4 separate regions of the Mus musculus genome follow, and regions 1, 2 and 3 are each linked to region 4. A link is a contact called in public Hi-C, Micro-C and promoter capture Hi-C data. All regions are on one chromosome and are shown on one strand. Each heading gives the region's core, a stretch centred on a gene start, on an enhancer-like site or on the middle of the called end of the contact. The rest is flanking DNA. Distances are from core to core; before and after follow the strand shown. Region 1 overlaps Gm30732. Region 2 holds the start of Slc4a11 (solute carrier family 4, sodium bicarbonate transporter-like, member 11). Region 3 holds the start of Smox (spermine oxidase). Region 4 holds the start of Cenpb (centromere protein B).

Region 1 (3,610 bases), core at 617-3,116, 350 kb after region 4:
AACCTGCTCTCATGGGATGCGAACGAGCTATTAGGCAGTTTATTTTACAGATTCAGTGCACATGTGATTTGGGCCTGTTGGATTTGGGGTTCACTCCACTTCACCCTCTACTTCTTTTTGTCTTATGTCTACCATTACTCCTACCCCAAAATGTGGGGCCATGTGGGATTACACAGCCATCTGTATACCCCAGCCCAAGGCCGTGTCCCTGGCATTGGGATCTTGGCTTTGCGTATCATTTCACTTGGTCTCTCTATTGTTTCTTGTTCTCCTAAAACTAGTCAGCATAATTCTGTCATGAGCCAAGCCATACCAGCAGGCTCGTCTGGAGGAGAAGGGCTGTGCCCACTGACCAGGATAAAGCAGAGGAGCACACCACACAGACCATACAGTGCCGCCTACGCCATCTTTCCACAGACAAAGCAGGGCTTTCCCTCCCACCGCTCACAGTCCAGTCCAACTTCATCTTCTTCGTCTGAGCATGTGGCACCACCATTCTTTGGCTTCAGAACACTCAGGTCACTATCCACTCCCTATCATCTGCTTTCCCATAGGCGAGTCTCATCGACTCCTCTTACGCATTCTGAATCGCATCCTTTGAGATACCCCACTGTACCTGCATCTCTGCCTTGAGTGGCGGAGGCAGCCTCCCAGGTGGTGTTCCTCTATAACCTCCTCCACAGGGCCAATGCAGCCTCCTTGGTTTCCAGGGACAGCCCTCACACTGGAGAAGCAAGGCGTTGCTCTCAGTCATCCTGTGAGAAGTTCTAAGGTCCCCCTGCTTCCTCTCTGTCTTCCCCTAGGACCTGGCTGCTCTTTTTTGTCAGGGTTCTAATCAGATACTTTTCTGGGCATACTGTCCTTTTCCACAGTTACCCCGTCTACCCCATTCTGTGCCCCCTTTCTTCACGGCCTTTCTTTCCTCCCCTTTGCTACTTGGTGTTTATGCAGATGCCTGTCCTTCCATCTCATGACTATGGAAGTTCCCTGTTCACTGCTACGTATCCGGTGCATCCAAAATAGTACCCAGTGTAGAGACAGGTTAATGGAAAAGGTTTACAGAATGGTAAGGGAAGGAAGACACCATGCAAGGGTGTGAGCCTGGAGACGCGCCCTTAGTGTTGGTGGCAGCCCTCTTGGGTCTCCCTTTAGGTTCCTGACACTCCTCTCCTGCCCACAACTCTATTTTTCTTTGCTGTCTTCTGCCTCATAGACACATAAAATCTAAGTAAGTCACTTCTCACCCATACAGACAGCTCTCTAGCCTCCTGTGGGAATTCCCTCGGGACACAAGGTTGACCCCTACTCTGCTTTGGTGACCTGTAATCCCCACCCTCTAAGGCAGGGACCTTTATCCCGACTTTCCAGCTGCCTGTTTGCTTCTGTCATTGCTCTTTGCTCCTCTTCACAGGGAAGTGTCACATGCTGCTGTCTGCGCTGGTACTGTCTCAGTTCCACCGTGCTCACACCAGCAGTTAGTGGTGGAGATTTTTCCAACTGCAAAGATACACAAGGGTCAAATGGGTTCTCCTTCTCACAAGGCAGGCCTGGAGAGGCAGAAGTTCTCTGGAAGAAAGGACAAGCCACGAACCATGACCATGACCTCTAGCACCACCTTCTGGCCATATGGGAACACAGCACTTGCTGCATTGAGAGGATTTGTATTCTCTGAGCTTTTCTGAATTCCTGAGAATGAACCAAGCAAGCGGTCACTGGACCCCGTTTAATAAACACTGAACAATGAATAATATCAGAAGTGTGATTTCAATTTACTCTTCAATCTGGTGTCAGAGCCCCCCACACGGTGTGGCTCTGGGTTGATGGAAGTGACACAGCTGTGAGGAACAGCATTGCGTTTACTTATTGTGGCCGGTTAGATCTGGCTACACCATGGGGATAACACGAGCCTTTCATACATAACTTATATAAAAACTAAACGTATTTACTGGAATGTAGTTGTTTGTGTGTTAGTTATTTTCTGTTGCTGGGATAAAACACCATGACCAACAGCAACTTACAGGAGGGTTTATTTTGGCTTATAGACCCATGGGGACGAGCTCATCACCACCTCATCGAGGAGGTGTGGCAGCAGCAGGCAAGCTGCTGGAGAAGGGAGCTGATGTGCACATCTTCAACCACAAGCAGAAGTGGAGAGGGAACTGGAACCGCTCAGAGCTGCCTGAAGTGACGTACATCCTCCAGCAGGGTGCAGCATCCTGACCTCCCCAAACAGCACCACCACCTGGGGCCCCAGTTCGGACATCTGAGCATCCGGGGCGGGGGAATCTTTCTGGAATAAGCACTCTGACACCAGTGAGTGGAAGAGATGAGCCGCCACTGATGGACCAAAGCCAGGACAAATCCTGAAAGGTTTTGATGCCAGGCTCAGTTTGCGTTCTCATTTTATATTCTAAAATACAAGTCAGACTGGCAAGCAAGCAAGCTTTTACAGAAGGGTTTGGGGCAACGGCTCATCATCTCAGCTTTTCCTCCAGGTCACTCTGTTCCAGGTAACAGGTGAAGCCATGCTTGGCAGACACACAGTACATGCAGTGCTCTAAGAAAGCCATCAGATAAATCAATATCTAATAACTGGTAAGATTAATGACTGAGAGAGGCACAAAAAACACTTTTGTTTCTTGAAGTTCAAAACTTTAAAGAACAACATGCATGATCTGTGTATTGTATGTGCGGTTTGTAGTGGTTTTGAAGTAGAGTCATGTAGAAAAGACTAATTATTAGACATTGATTTGCCAAACTCGACTTTACTAGTTACCTAAAACAGTGACCTGGAGGAATCGCCGAGACTGTGAGCCGTTGCCCTTAACAGCCTGCTGACTGCCAGGAACACTTTTGTAAGGTTAATGCGTTTGGCAGCTTTCCGCTACTGTGGCAGAATACCTGAGAAAATTGGCTCATAAAGTGGAAAGGTTCACTCTGACTTCCAGTCCAGGGTGTTTCAGTTAAGGGCCCTGCAGATGCACTGCTTTGGGCCTCTGGTGAGACATATGACAGGATGTGTTTGGAGAGAGAGAGAGAAGGAAGAAGAGTGACAGGGAGGGAGGGAGGTGGAGAGGGAGGGAAAGAGGGAAAGAGAGAGAGAGGGAAGATGCAAAAGGGAGACTGAGGGAGGGAAGGAGGGGAGAGAGGGGGTGAGGGGCAAGGAGTGAGGGAGGGAGAGTGAGGCAAAAGGAAGGGTGAGAGGGAGGGAGGAGGGGAGAGAGGGACCTGGGGGGGGCACATACAAGGAAGGAGGGAGAGACTGTGTGATCTCTCATATTCTTGGGGAACATTTTTAGATCCAAAGAGCTGCCACCCTCAAGACACTTGACATATTAGTTTGAACTTTGATAATTTCTTTAAAAAAATCCTATTGGGAAATATTTTCAGTTTTATTTTATTTGCCTGCATGTATGTCTGTGCACCATGTGTATGACTGGTGCCCACAGAGGCCAGGAAAGGGGCTACAGATGGCTGGCCGTGAGTACATGCGGGCACTAGGAACTGAACCTGGGTCTTCTTTGAGAGCAGCCAGGGTTCCTAACATCTCTGCAACCCCAGATTTTCTCATTTCTGTATTTAATGTAAACACAATATCTTAATTTCTTTT
Region 2 (3,795 bases), core at 413-2,912, 480 kb before region 4:
AAGACCTCCGCACCCCTGGTTGCTTGCCTTTGGCCAGTCTCATCAGCTGCCTACTCAGCAAGCCACACGGCCTTCGGACAGGTGGGAGCTAACCACCCCAGCAATGGGCTATGGACAAGTGGCTCTGCCTGGGGTTCATTGATGGGTACACAGGCTGAGTTCCCCAGATTTTCTAGATACACACCTGAGAAGTATTCACCGGAGTCCTGACAGTGTTCATTCTGTGACATGGCCCAAGGACAGTTTTCTACAAAAGAAGCCAAAGAATAGTCACCAATCCTGTGGACCAGCCCTGGACAGCCTTAGTTCACCCCATGCCTGATGATTCCTCATCCTTCCTAGGAACACATGCAAGCCCACTTGCATGAGAGAGGTGGGGGTCAAAGTACTATGTAGGGGAGCCTGCAGTGTCTGGGATGACCATCCTTACTGTAAGGTATTAAATCCCTTAGTCTGCCTAGTATGGACTTCCTATGCGTGCCAGGGAAGTGAAGAGTACTTCCTCAGGTCATGTCATCACTAAATTATCATCAGTACTCGGCTCATTAATCCAAGCGTCTCTGACTGAGCCCCATCCAGTTCTGGAGGAAGACAACTGGAAATCGCCTCCTCCCTGGATCCAGCCCAGCCTCGCCCAGCACTTTGAGGTGGGGGTGAGCCTCTCCTCAGATCTGCCCTGGTTGCCAAGGGCCACACATGCCCATCTCAGACGCAGTTCTTCCCATCTCTTCAATGGCCTAGGGGTCACCCAGGGGACCGACCCAGCAACTGCCTCTATCCCAGGGTTGTACCGTGTCCTGCGATGCCGGAAAGAAGGGGTAGAGTGGGTGTGCAGTACACAGAGATTGGAGGTACTATCCGAGATGTTTGTGCAAAGAAGGACGCACGGGAGGATGGGCCTGTACGAGAAAAAGATGTAGTCCATGTTTGCAGCCACTGAGAGTGAGTAGATGGGCAGGATTTGGAGGCACTTGGGGCGGTAGCTAAGGGGAACAGACCACACCCACGTGCAGGTGAGTGGCCGGATACACCCAGCTCTGATGAATCGTAACTCTAGGCGGCGGAACGCAATCCGGTGCTGAGGACACCAAAGCGCCACCCTGCCCATTTCGGAGCTCCCAACCCTCCCCTCCGCCGGCTACGTTACATCTTTCCTTCAGTTGCTGAGGGTGTGTGTGTCAAGACCGCGAACGCAGAACAAACACGGACAGGATGCCCACGGTGTCCCAGGCCGCCCCTTGCCCCGCGCGCGCGCACTGACATTCGGAACTCTTTTGGTCGAACCCCTCCGGAGGCGCAAAGCCGGCACAGCCTCTCGCCCACCCAGGCCTGAGAGGCCGGCGCTGGCATACACGCCTGGCGTGGCCATGGCCCGGGCTTCTCAATCAGGACTCCGTGGTTCTGGGCCGGCTCGCAGCTGGAGCCGGCGACACTCCTGCGAGCCGCGCCGCGCTCCTAACCGTGCGGCGTGAGGCTGCTTCCAGCCAAAGTCGCGCCCTCACCCGCGAGGTCTGTTCTGGATCCTCGGCGGCTCGCGTGCGCAGGCCTGAGAGTCGTGGGGTGCCGGCCTGGGAGGGACTACGAAGTTTCAGAGCAGTGCAGGGACACTCACTGGAGCCCGGAGGGAAGGGGCGCGCCTGTTTTAAAAGCTTGGAGGAACTCCGCCCCCACCTTAGCTGTACGCCACTGACTGCCACACCCTCGGGCTGCCGAATCGCCCCCAACCCTCCCTTGCCGCGCCCCTTTGCCCTCGCCACGCCCCCGACCGCCAGGGCGGTCCCCAACCCCCGCCTACGCCGCTTTCTGCACTTGCCCGTGGGCTAGCGCCCTAAGCCGCCCACGCTCCCGCGTGTTCACCCGCTGGCGCCCGCTCTCGGTTCCGCATCCCTCTCCCAGGTTAGGAAGTGGCCGGGTCTCTGGAGAGCGGCTTGCGGTGAGTTCTGATAAGTGCGTTGAGCACCTCTTTCCTTAACCCCAACCCAACCTTCGGTGGCTTCCCAGTGATTCTACAGACCTTGAGCTTCCTATTGTCCCTGGGGCACACACTTAAGTAAAGTACTATTCTCCAGCCACTCCTTCCCACTCCGTGATAGCTTCCACACAGTTCCTTTCACTGTTGCTCAAGCGTGTTAGGGGGTGGGTGAGTTGGAAAGGCATTTGGAGTGTTGCGGGAATTTGCATATAAATAGGCATGGTGAGCCAAGTTGGCATTCGGATTGAAGGTACGGAGGGTCCTGAAGTCTCCCCTACACACACACACACACACACACACACACACACACACACAGACGCGCGCGCTCGTTATTCCAGGATCCCTCCCATCTCTAAGAACCGTGATGACTCAGGGATAGCCGCACGCTGCCTTTGTTGGGGTAAGCAGGCCCTGGGAGGAGGCTACATGCCATGTTGTTCACTTAGCTCTTAGGAACTCCTCTCAGTATCTTCTCCTTAGAATCCTAGCCCTAAACCCGGCAGTTGTGGCGCACGCCTTTAATCCCAACACTTGGGAGGCAGAGGCAGATGGATTTTTTGAGTTTGAGGCCAGCCTGGTCTACAAAGTGAGTTCCAGGACAGCCAGGGCTACACAGAGAAACCCTGTCTCGAACACTCCCCTTCCCCCCAAAAAAAAGACTCCTAGCTCTATCCAGGCTGGTGGTGTTGCAGGGTGGGGGTTCAGGAAAGCTGAAGAGCCTGGCAGAATGGCTGACTCAGGGTCGGGATCCCTCTTCCACCCCAGTCTCTCATGTTATGTCTTTTGCATAGCTTCCTAGCAGCACCCCAATACTTGGTTGGTCCAAACCCTTCCAGTTCCAGAAAATCTCTGGAGACTTAAGGAACAATTTCCCCAACCTCTCCTTATTAGGAGGAGAAAGGAGCCAGGAGTACCCACTCCCACCCCCACCCCAGTCTGTAGACTCCTGCACCACTGTCTCAGAGGACCGAAGTGTGACCTTTCCCCCTTCAGCCCTTTTGGCAGTGTTTAAGGAATGGTTTCCTTCGTTTTCCCACCCGCCCTGTGCTGTGCAGGCCAGAGGCTGAAAGGGCAAACCGACACTGAAGCCCTTCTCCTGCCTTTGCTACATTGGGTGATGACATGAGCAGGCAGGCTAGGGACCCCACCTATGCACATACCTCCCCTCCCCTTCCAGGTAGTGTCTAATGACTTTCCATGTACCTTTAAGCTCTGCCTACCCCTTGCCATGTCTTTCTTTTAGAATCTGGGGTGAGAAGCAACCGTTTAGTATCTCATTAAAAAAATGAAATAAAACAAGGCAGATGTGGCAGCACATGCTTTTAATCCCAGCACTCTGGGGGCAGAAGCAGGCAGATCTCTCCAAGTTTGAGGCCAGCCAGATCTACAGAGCAAGTTCTAGGCCAGCCAGAGCTACTTTGTGAGACCTTTTCTCAAAAGCAAAACTAACCAACCAAACACACACACACACACACACACACACACAATTCTTGTAAACCGGGAGTGGTGACACATGCCTTTAATCCCAGAAGGCAGGGGGATTTCTGAGTTCGAGGCCAGCCTGGTCTACAAAGTGAATTCAAGGACAGCCAAGGCTACACAGAGATACCCTGTCTCGAAAAACCAAAAAAAAAAAAAAAAAAAAAAAAAAAACCCAAAAAAACCAAAACCACAACAAAATAGAAGAGTAGAGAGACTGCTCAGTGGTCAAGAGCACTTTCTGCTCATGTGGGGTTTAGTTCTCAGCACCCACATGACGGCTCAGAACCACTTGAACTATACTTCTGGCCGCTACAAGCACATATGGTGTGATAAGTAGACAA
Region 3 (4,022 bases), core at 621-3,120, 310 kb after region 4:
TATACTGCTGGGCTTTTCTGTTATATGAGTAACTAAATTAAGCTGCTTGTTTGCACGCAAACCATTTGAATAGTTTTCTAAACAGTCAGATCAGATTAATATTTTTGTGTAATACCACCCTTTGGAGCAGGTATTACTTATTGAGGAGGAGGGAACGGAAACAAGAAGACACTAAGTAACTTGCCTAAGACCAAGTAACTACACAGAGGCTTTTTAGCCCTTAAAGTCACCCATAGCCATTCCACTCTTTGGTGGAGGGTGACAGAGCCACAGAGGAGAGTATGGTGTGTACCTGAGTTTAACCCCAGGAGTGCGTGGTGTTTTAAAGAGGGGTGGGAAGAGGGACTTCGAGTTTGGTGAAGGACTAGAGCCTTTCTGACAAGAAGAAACTTCACCAGAAATTCATTTGTCCCCTACCCAAATTGGCTCCTAGGTGGTTGGTTCCCTTTGGCTGGGACCATCAGAGCCACTTTTGCAGGGCTACCTCTTTCCAGGCCATATATATATATATATATATATATATATATATATGAATTATATATATAATTCAGTTTTGGGGATTGGCCCCAGAGCCTTGTCTATGTTGAGAAGTGTGTTCTGCTGTTGAGCCACATCTCTACTTCTTGCTTCTTTGAGGCAGGCTTTCACTGTGTGGCTCAGCCTGGCCTTGAAGTTGGTATGTAGCCAAGGCTAGCCTTGAACTCTGTACCCCCCCCCCCCCCACATGGCCTTCTGAGGCTGGGATCACGAGCATGTGATCCACATCCAGGATCTCTCCGGGCTGAACCTACAGCGACCTGTGCTCAGCATTGCCTGGTTCCAGGTTGAAATCAGGGGAGGGCCCCCTCCAGAGACACAGTTCGGAGTAGAGGCTCTGCGGCCACCAGGGGCTTGTATTCCCTCGGACCAAGTGTTGACCTGGTGTAGTACCAGCAAAACATACGAAAAAACAGATTAGGAGGTGCAGAGATGAATAAAAAATAATTTTCTTACTTTTGTGTGTGTGTGTGGAGGGGGAGAGTTGGGGGTGGTTCAAGACAGGATTTCTCTGTTTGACTCTGGCTGTCCTACACTTACTCTGTGGTTCAGACTGGCTTTGAACTCAGAGATCCACCTGCTTCTAGAGGGATTCCGCAGTGGTCCTAAACCTGTGGGTTACTATCCCTTAGGGTTCCAACGACCTTTCATAGGGGTCGCATGTCAGATATTTATTTATGTTTCAATTCATAACAGTAGCAACATTACAGTTACGAAGTAGCAATGAAATAATTTTATGGTTGGGGGGTCACTACAACACGAGGAACTGTGTGTCAGCATTAGGAAGCTGGAGAACCACCAGATTAAAGGCATGTGCCACTATTGCCCGCTAAAAAATAATTGATACCAATTAATTTTTTTTTGAAAAAAGGAAAAAGTGCCACCTAGTATTAACGTTGGCTTTTATTAAAAGTTTGAGGGTTTTACTAGGGAAATACACTTTTTAAAAAGGGCCACTTCAGGACATGGGCTGGGTACTGAGAGGATGTGAGCATTCTTTTCCTTTCACCTGAGGTTCCTGGTTCCCGCCGGCACCCACCTGAGACCTGCAGGACGAGAGACAGTCCAGGACAAGAGGGGCCCTTTCTTCTTTTCAAAAGGGCGGCAGAGTCTGGGTAAACTGAGGTGGGCGCAGCGCTCTGACAGTGCCGGAAGACCTCGTCTGCTTTGCAGGGCGGGGCGTCGCGGGGCTGGCTCTGTTTCTGGGCGGATAGGTGGGTGAGGCGTCCCTTTTGCGAGATAGGGGAGTGCAGGTGGCTGTGCCGCGGGCAACTCCAGGCTGGGTGGCCTCGGGCTCCCCGCCCCCGGTGGGCGGGCCCGGGGCGGAGCACCCAGGCGGGGTGGGCCGGGGACGCGAGGCGGAGCGGGGCCCCCGCACAGGCCCCGGCGGCTGGCTCGGCCCTACGGTCCCGGCGGCGGCTGCAGGAGGAAGCCCAGTGGCTGCGGAGGAGGGGAGGCGGAGAGGCCGAGGCCGCTCGCGAAGACGCTCCCGGGCTCCGCAAGGAAAGGTACCGTGCGGCCTCCCCGACCCGGGCTCGGACAGCCACCGAGCCTCGTAGGCAAGGGGCTCCCGATGGAGGCCGGCGGCGGGCGGTGGGCAGAAGAGGCTGCCCGGGCTGGCCGCGACCCCGGGGTCCGGGCCGCATCCTCCGGACGCCCAGCGCGGCGGCGCAGACAAAGCCGGCGAGGCACTCGGTCGGCCCGGAGGGTGTGCGCTGTGGAGGGGAGGGAACACAGCTTGCGGCGGCGGCGGCGGCGGCGGCGGCCCGGCGTCTGCCGGTCTCCTTGGGACAGCTGGAGGAGTGGGGAGCCGCTCTCCCGCGGGTTGCCCCGGGGCTCACAGGCTGCCCGGCTTGGCCGGAGCCAGGCTGACGAAGGGAAGGGAGCAAGTCGCTTCGCCGGGAAGGGGTGCCGAGGCCGGCCGCCGGCTTGGAGGTGGCGCGGCTGTGGAGCAGGTGAGCGGTGCGCGGACCTTTTGGGTCTTGCACCTGAGCAAACCGCGCCGTGGCTGGCCCTTTCGTGAGCCGTGCCCACAGGTTGTTGGAGGAGCCAACTGATAGTGGCACAGCACCGTCCCGCCTGGGGTCCACTTGGCCGAGCTTGTGGGGGAAACAGCAGGTGCTGAGTGGAGGTCACCCAGGCTGGGGGTAAAGAGAAGGTCAAGAAAGTGTTTGAATGGCCCTCATTTATTTGTGTTCTGCTACCTCTGTCCCTTTCCTCTTACAGAGGAAGGAGCATTACAGGGCTTGAAGGGCCGCGCTTCCTCCTGGGCCCTGTGACCATCCCTTTAGATGTCCCTGGCATTTCTTACCCAGCAGGTTTTGAGAACAGTCTTTGTCCGCCCTCGTCATTTCACAGTCTCCCTGTTTGGCTTTGAACCTCATCCCCCGTCAGCCAGGCACCCAATTCCCATCACAAGGATCTCCTCGGAAGTTCTGACTTTAAGCAGTGCCCCTAAGAAGCAGGCACCCTTTCCTTCTGCAGTCCATCCAGGGCCGCTCTAGCAGGTTTTGCTTGCCTTGCAGTGTCTTTAGAAAGCTCTGTCCTAGAGTTGTATCTTTCCCTGGGTGCCCCAGTTCCTCCCTTCTACCAGCCTGCCCTAGCCTGTCCCCTTCCCCTTAGTTTTGCTGTTAAATGCTTGAGGGCCCCAGGGCTCTGTTCTCAGCATTTCCTCTCCTGACTGCCCTTCTTGCCATCCTCTGTTCACTTTCTACCCCTGTTTTTATTCTTTCTTATGATTAAAAAATTAATTTATGAATACAAAGATCTCTGTTTTTGACTTATTTTATGTGTACTAGTATTTTGCCTGCATGCATGTGTGTGAGGTTGTCAGATCCCTGGAACTGCATTACAAGTAAGCTGTCTTGTGGGTGGGTGCTGGGAACTTAACTCTTGGTTCTCTGGAAGAGCAGCAAGTGTGCTTAACCGATGAACCATCTCTCCAGCCCAGAACTCAAAGATCTTAAGTGGTTTCATGCTCATGATTTTCAGTGGCAGATCTTGTCTCTGGCCCTAGCTGGATCCTACCGGTCTTCTGATGTCTTAATGTGGACAAAGCAGAATCCTGACAATGTCGGGGGCAGGATTGACAATACTTGGGTCATGACATCTGAGAGTGGCTGATAATCTATCTCTTAGGACAGGCAGCTCGGACCCCTTTCCACCCACCCTTCACAGCCAGTCCTAGAACAAGGCCTCTTGGTCCTTTGCAGAGTTCATCTAGGGTCCATTCTCCGTGCTAGGATGAACTTTGCAGAGTTCATCTAGGGTCCATTACCCTTGCCTCAGGCTACTGCCCCACCCCAGTCACCTTTTAAGTGTCCCTAAATACTGTAGTAGCCTTCTCCCAGTGCACACACTTACCTTCTTTGCATCTATTTTTAACGGAGCAGCAAGAATAACATAGAACATTTTGATCAGATACTTTTATTTCTCGATGGCTTCTTATTACACTCAAATAAAATCTTAGAGCTTTCCCTTGGCCT
Region 4 (3,639 bases), core at 764-3,263:
GGGGTACAGCTATGTCCAGCAGCTCAGCTTTGATGTCCAAGACCCCGAACTCCCGCCTGCCTGGCATGGTTCTTCCTAGTCACGTGGACCAGATCGTGTTCCAAATGAAGGATGTGACTCTGCACTCGGTCATCGATGGGGAAGGAGGTCAGGTACCTCTTGACCATGGCAAAGTAAGCCATGGCCTCCCCAAAGCTGGGCACAGGGACCTCATCACCATCCTCATCATCCTCCTCATCTTCATCCTCCTCATCCTCCTCTTCATCGTCCTCCTCTTCATCACTGTCTGAGTCAGAGTCCTCTCCTCCTTCCAGGAAATGGAGAGTGGGGAACTGGGCCTCTTCCTGGACACTATAACCCCCAAAACCACCACTGGCTTCCACTACTCCCTGGGCCCAGTCTTCAGCCTCTAAACCCTCAGAGGAACTTTCTTCCTCCTCTTCATCACTATCATCAACCTCACCTTCCTCTTCTACCTCTTCCTCTCCTTCCTCCTCTCCTTCCCCTCCTTCCTCCTCCCCTTCTTCTTCCTCTTCCTCCTCCTCTTCCCCTTCACCCTCCTCTTCCTCCTCCTCCTCTTCTTCCTCCTCCTCTTCCTCCTCTTCCTCTCCCTCACTCTTGAAGGAAGTGGTGATAGTGGCATTAAGGCCACCTCCAAAACCCGCCTCACGAAAGCAAGTTGCTATGTCCGAGGGCTCCACTGCCTGCCAGGCTGCAGCCACAAAGTGCAGGGCCTCCACAAGGCCCAGTTGCAAGCCTGAGGGATCCTGGCCCTCGAGTGCTGCCATGGCCTTGAGCAACATCGCCTGGCGGTAGTGGCCCTTCACCTGTTGGACCACTCCTCGCTCCAAAGGATGCACGGTGCCAGGAGGGAAGAAGGCCAGCTGCACGTGCCGCAGGCCCGAGGTGTCCAAGGACTGGGCAGCCAGACGGCCGGCCAGCAGAAGGACCCGACGAGATTCTGCTGCCATTCGAGTGTCCAGAGCTTTCAAGTACTTAGCCAGAGCCTGGGTGGTGACTCCACCCTTCGAGTTGGCAGTGTAGTCGCAGGGCAGACCACCTTGCCCTGCACGGGGCTTGGCAGATTTGCCTGCGACCAGTGGGGGAAGCTTCTCGCTGCCATCGGCGTTGGCGCACAGCAAAACGCTAAGGCGCTGGGTGGCCTGGCGCGCCGGTCCATCACCTCCCCAGAGCCCTGAGGCCTGGTCCGACAGAAAGTCGTACCACAGGCTGGTCTCGGTGGCGCTGAACACGTCCTGCGAGGCGTAGCCCTCAGCTACCGACGGCGGCTGCTCCTCCCTCGTGTGCCAGCCGGGTGTGCTCCCACCGCTGCCCTCGGAGGGCACCGTGGCTGGGCCGGCAGGTGCCGCTGGGGCCCGAGGGGCAGAGCTTCGCGCCCGAGAACGGGTCACGCCGCTGCAGGCCACTACACCGTGGCGCCTGCGGAAGCGATCCAGCCAGCCGTTGGAAGCAGTGAAGTCGTCCATGCCCAGCTCCTCCGCTATCCGCAGCGCCTTCTCTTTCAGGATGATGCCCTTGACCGGCAGCCCGGCGGCGCGGATCTGCTGGAACCAAGCGATGAGAAGCCCCTCCAGCTTGTCGTACGGGGACAGCTTGTTGGTCTTGCGGCAGGTGGAGGCCACTCCGTACTTGCGCTCCGACGCCAGGATGGCGCGCTTGTTCTTCAGGATGGTGCTCAGCGTGGACGGCGGGATGTTGAAGCGCCGCGCGATCTCGCCCTTGCGTAGGTCCGGGTTCTCCTCCACCTCCTGGATGATCCGCGACTTCTCCCGGAACGTCAGCTGCCGCCGCTTGGGGCCCATCCCGGCGCGCCCTCCGCCCCGGGGCCCGGCACCGCCGTCGCCGCCCCGGGGCGGGGGGCCCGGGCCCGCGGCGGGGGGGGCACCTGGTGGCCTCTCCGCGCGCCCCGCCCGAGACAAAGCGGCTCGCGGGGCGGCGGCGGGCGGTGGCGAGCGGCGCGGGCGGCAGGACGTGCCCAGCGGGGAGCGCGGCGCGGCGCGGGGCGGAGCGCGCGCGGGATCTCGCGGGAAGCGGGGGGACGCTGGGCGCCGCCTCCCGGACCCCGCGCCGCTGCCCGGACCCGCCGCCGGGGGCGCTGAGGCCCGGACTGTGCGCCTCGGCCACGCGCGGGAAAGGTCATCGGCAGAGACAAAACGCACTTAGGCACCTGGACAGATGCGCAGGGACCTTTTGGTGCTCTCCGGTCTGCTCTTTCCTCCAGAGGCGGCTAGCTGGCATCAGGCTGCTTAGACTGCGTTTTAATTGGTTGGCGTCAAGCGATTAGGATTTTTTGCTACGTGTAAATGCAATTGTCTGTATGCTTCTTTTTAAATAATTGTCTTTATGCATGTGAATGTCTGCCTGTGTGTAGGCGCTCCTGCATGCAGATGCCCAAGCAGACCAGAAGAGGGCTTCAGACAGGAGTAGGATTGCAGGTAATTATGAATTGCAACATGGGTGCTGGGATCCAAACCTCTTGAGAGCAGCCTGTGCACTTTAAGTGCTGCGCCTTTTTCTCAGACACCTAACATGAACTTTAATGGTGTATACTCTTCCAAATGTGAAAGAGCCAATCTATGGTTACGCAGTTATGTTATTGTAAAGACAACATAGCATTTAAATCCACTTGATGGTGTTAATGACATTTTAAAAATTCTAGCAATTTTTGTGATGGCGCATGCCTTAATCCCAGCATGAGGGAGACAGAGGTAGGTGGAGGTTGAGCCAAGCCTGGTCTCCAGGGCTGTTTGTTATGCAGAATACCACTTTCTTGAAAAACAAAAATAAACAAGATCTAGTAATTCAAATCCATAAACACTATTAACATCTGGGTGTTATTGGTTCCCCCCTCCCCATGCAAGTAGCCATATCTAAAACTACAAAAATGCGTATGTACATAAACATCTGTACAAATAAATCTTAAAACCTCCTCCTGCAGGACCAAACACGAAAGTGATGAACCCTTGAGGCAGTGCGCACAGTGCAGTGTTTTGCTTGCCTGTTTTCGTTTTGTTTGAGCAGAGTCTCATTATATAGCCTTGGCTGACCTGGAACTCTGTATTGACCTGTTATGGTCTGAAACTCATGGAGATTCTCCTGCTTTTGCCTCCCCAGTGTTGGGACTAAAGCATGTACCACCATACCAGACAACCCAAGAAACGAGAGAGAGAGAGAGAGAGAGAGAGAGAGAGAGAGAACTCTACAAAGACAAAACTCAAAACAAACAAGCAAAAGACCAGTAAAACAAACAAACAAACAAACAAATACCCAAAAAAGTCTACAAAAATACCATTGAGTTCATTTTGTGTTGACCAACTACACCTGGGCGTGGATCTGCCCTTGAGTGTGGTTGATATACTCTGACATTCCATGGGGAAAAAAACCCTGATTGTCCCTTTGCCAGTGGGTATCAGTTGCAGAGAGCATCTTGGTTTGGTATGGGACACTTTGTCCACTTTCCCTTTCAGTGCTGGGACCTGGTCTGCCTTGAACCTGTGCAGGCCATGTGCATACTGTGAGTTCATATGTGTATCAATCCTGTTGTGTGTGGAAGTCACTATTTCTGTGGAATCATCTCTCACCTCTGGCTCTTTTTTTTTTTTCCAAGATTTATTTTAT

Evidence for each region. Promoter capture Hi-C pulls out the DNA fragments that hold promoters and counts their contacts. Hi-C and Micro-C count contacts between places; a contact is called where the count stands out from the background.
Region 1: a Hi-C map of stem cell-derived neural stem cells shows a contact between it and region 4, with 3 times the contacts expected there. The contact joins the enhancer-like site here to the promoter of Cenpb in region 4. A contact is called at or near these places in 6 of 39 promoter capture datasets (cranial neural crest, embryonic stem cells, liver and 1 more), 7 of 484 Hi-C or Micro-C datasets (bone marrow-derived macrophages, brown adipocytes, cortical neurons and 3 more), 5 of 115 datasets of contacts at active chromatin or transcription factors (astrocytes, embryonic forebrain, embryonic stem cells and 2 more) and 2 of 9 other capture datasets (liver and macrophages).
Region 2: a Micro-C map of embryonic stem cells shows a contact between it and region 4, with 2.7 times the contacts expected there. The contact joins the promoter of Slc4a11 here to the promoter of Cenpb in region 4. A contact is called at or near these places in 1 of 39 promoter capture datasets (cranial neural crest), 2 of 484 Hi-C or Micro-C datasets (both in embryonic stem cells) and 2 of 115 datasets of contacts at active chromatin or transcription factors (both in embryonic stem cells).
Region 3: a contact with region 4 is called in a promoter capture Hi-C map of hematopoietic stem and progenitor cells. The contact joins the promoter of Smox here to the promoter of Cenpb in region 4. A contact is called at or near these places in 10 of 39 promoter capture datasets (the C10 cell line, the HPC-7 cell line, cranial neural crest and 7 more), 2 of 484 Hi-C or Micro-C datasets (hematopoietic stem and progenitor cells and liver), 11 of 115 datasets of contacts at active chromatin or transcription factors (SST interneurons, astrocytes, bone marrow-derived macrophages and 8 more) and 2 of 9 other capture datasets (liver and macrophages).

The regions. Positions count from the first base shown.
Region 1 is chr2:131,528,600-131,532,209 of GRCm38.p6, forward strand. It overlaps Gm30732, which reads left to right. Exons shown (of 2, transcript XM_017319385.2): 1 at 1-518; 2 at 1,412-1,745. The coding sequence ends at 1,682. Among named protein-coding and RNA genes, the nearest start is that of Gm30732, 4.4 kb to the left of the region's middle. Within about 2 kb of position 1,867, at least 27 of the 459 cell types and tissues checked have an H3K27ac peak or open chromatin away from gene starts, as enhancers often do. A contact at or near this core is called in bone marrow-derived macrophages, brown adipocytes and stem cell-derived neural stem cells, where this site is marked.
Region 2 is chr2:130,695,857-130,699,651 of GRCm38.p6, forward strand. It overlaps Slc4a11 (solute carrier family 4, sodium bicarbonate transporter-like, member 11), which reads right to left and starts at 1,663. Exons shown (of 21, transcript NM_001081162.1): 1 at 1,503-1,663; 2 at 792-899; 3 at 185-247. The coding sequence starts at 230.
Region 3 is chr2:131,489,992-131,494,013 of GRCm38.p6, forward strand. It overlaps Smox (spermine oxidase), which reads left to right and starts at 1,871. Exons shown (of 7, transcript NM_145533.2): 1 at 1,871-2,045. It overlaps Gm30679, which reads right to left and starts at 2,285. Exons shown (of 2, transcript XM_030252306.1): 1 at 1,577-2,285. The coding sequence starts at 2,183.
Region 4 is chr2:131,178,054-131,181,692 of GRCm38.p6, forward strand. Cenpb (centromere protein B) reads right to left here and starts at 2,014. Exons shown (of 1, transcript NM_007682.3): 1 at 1-2,014. The coding sequence starts at 1,823. The coding sequence ends at 24.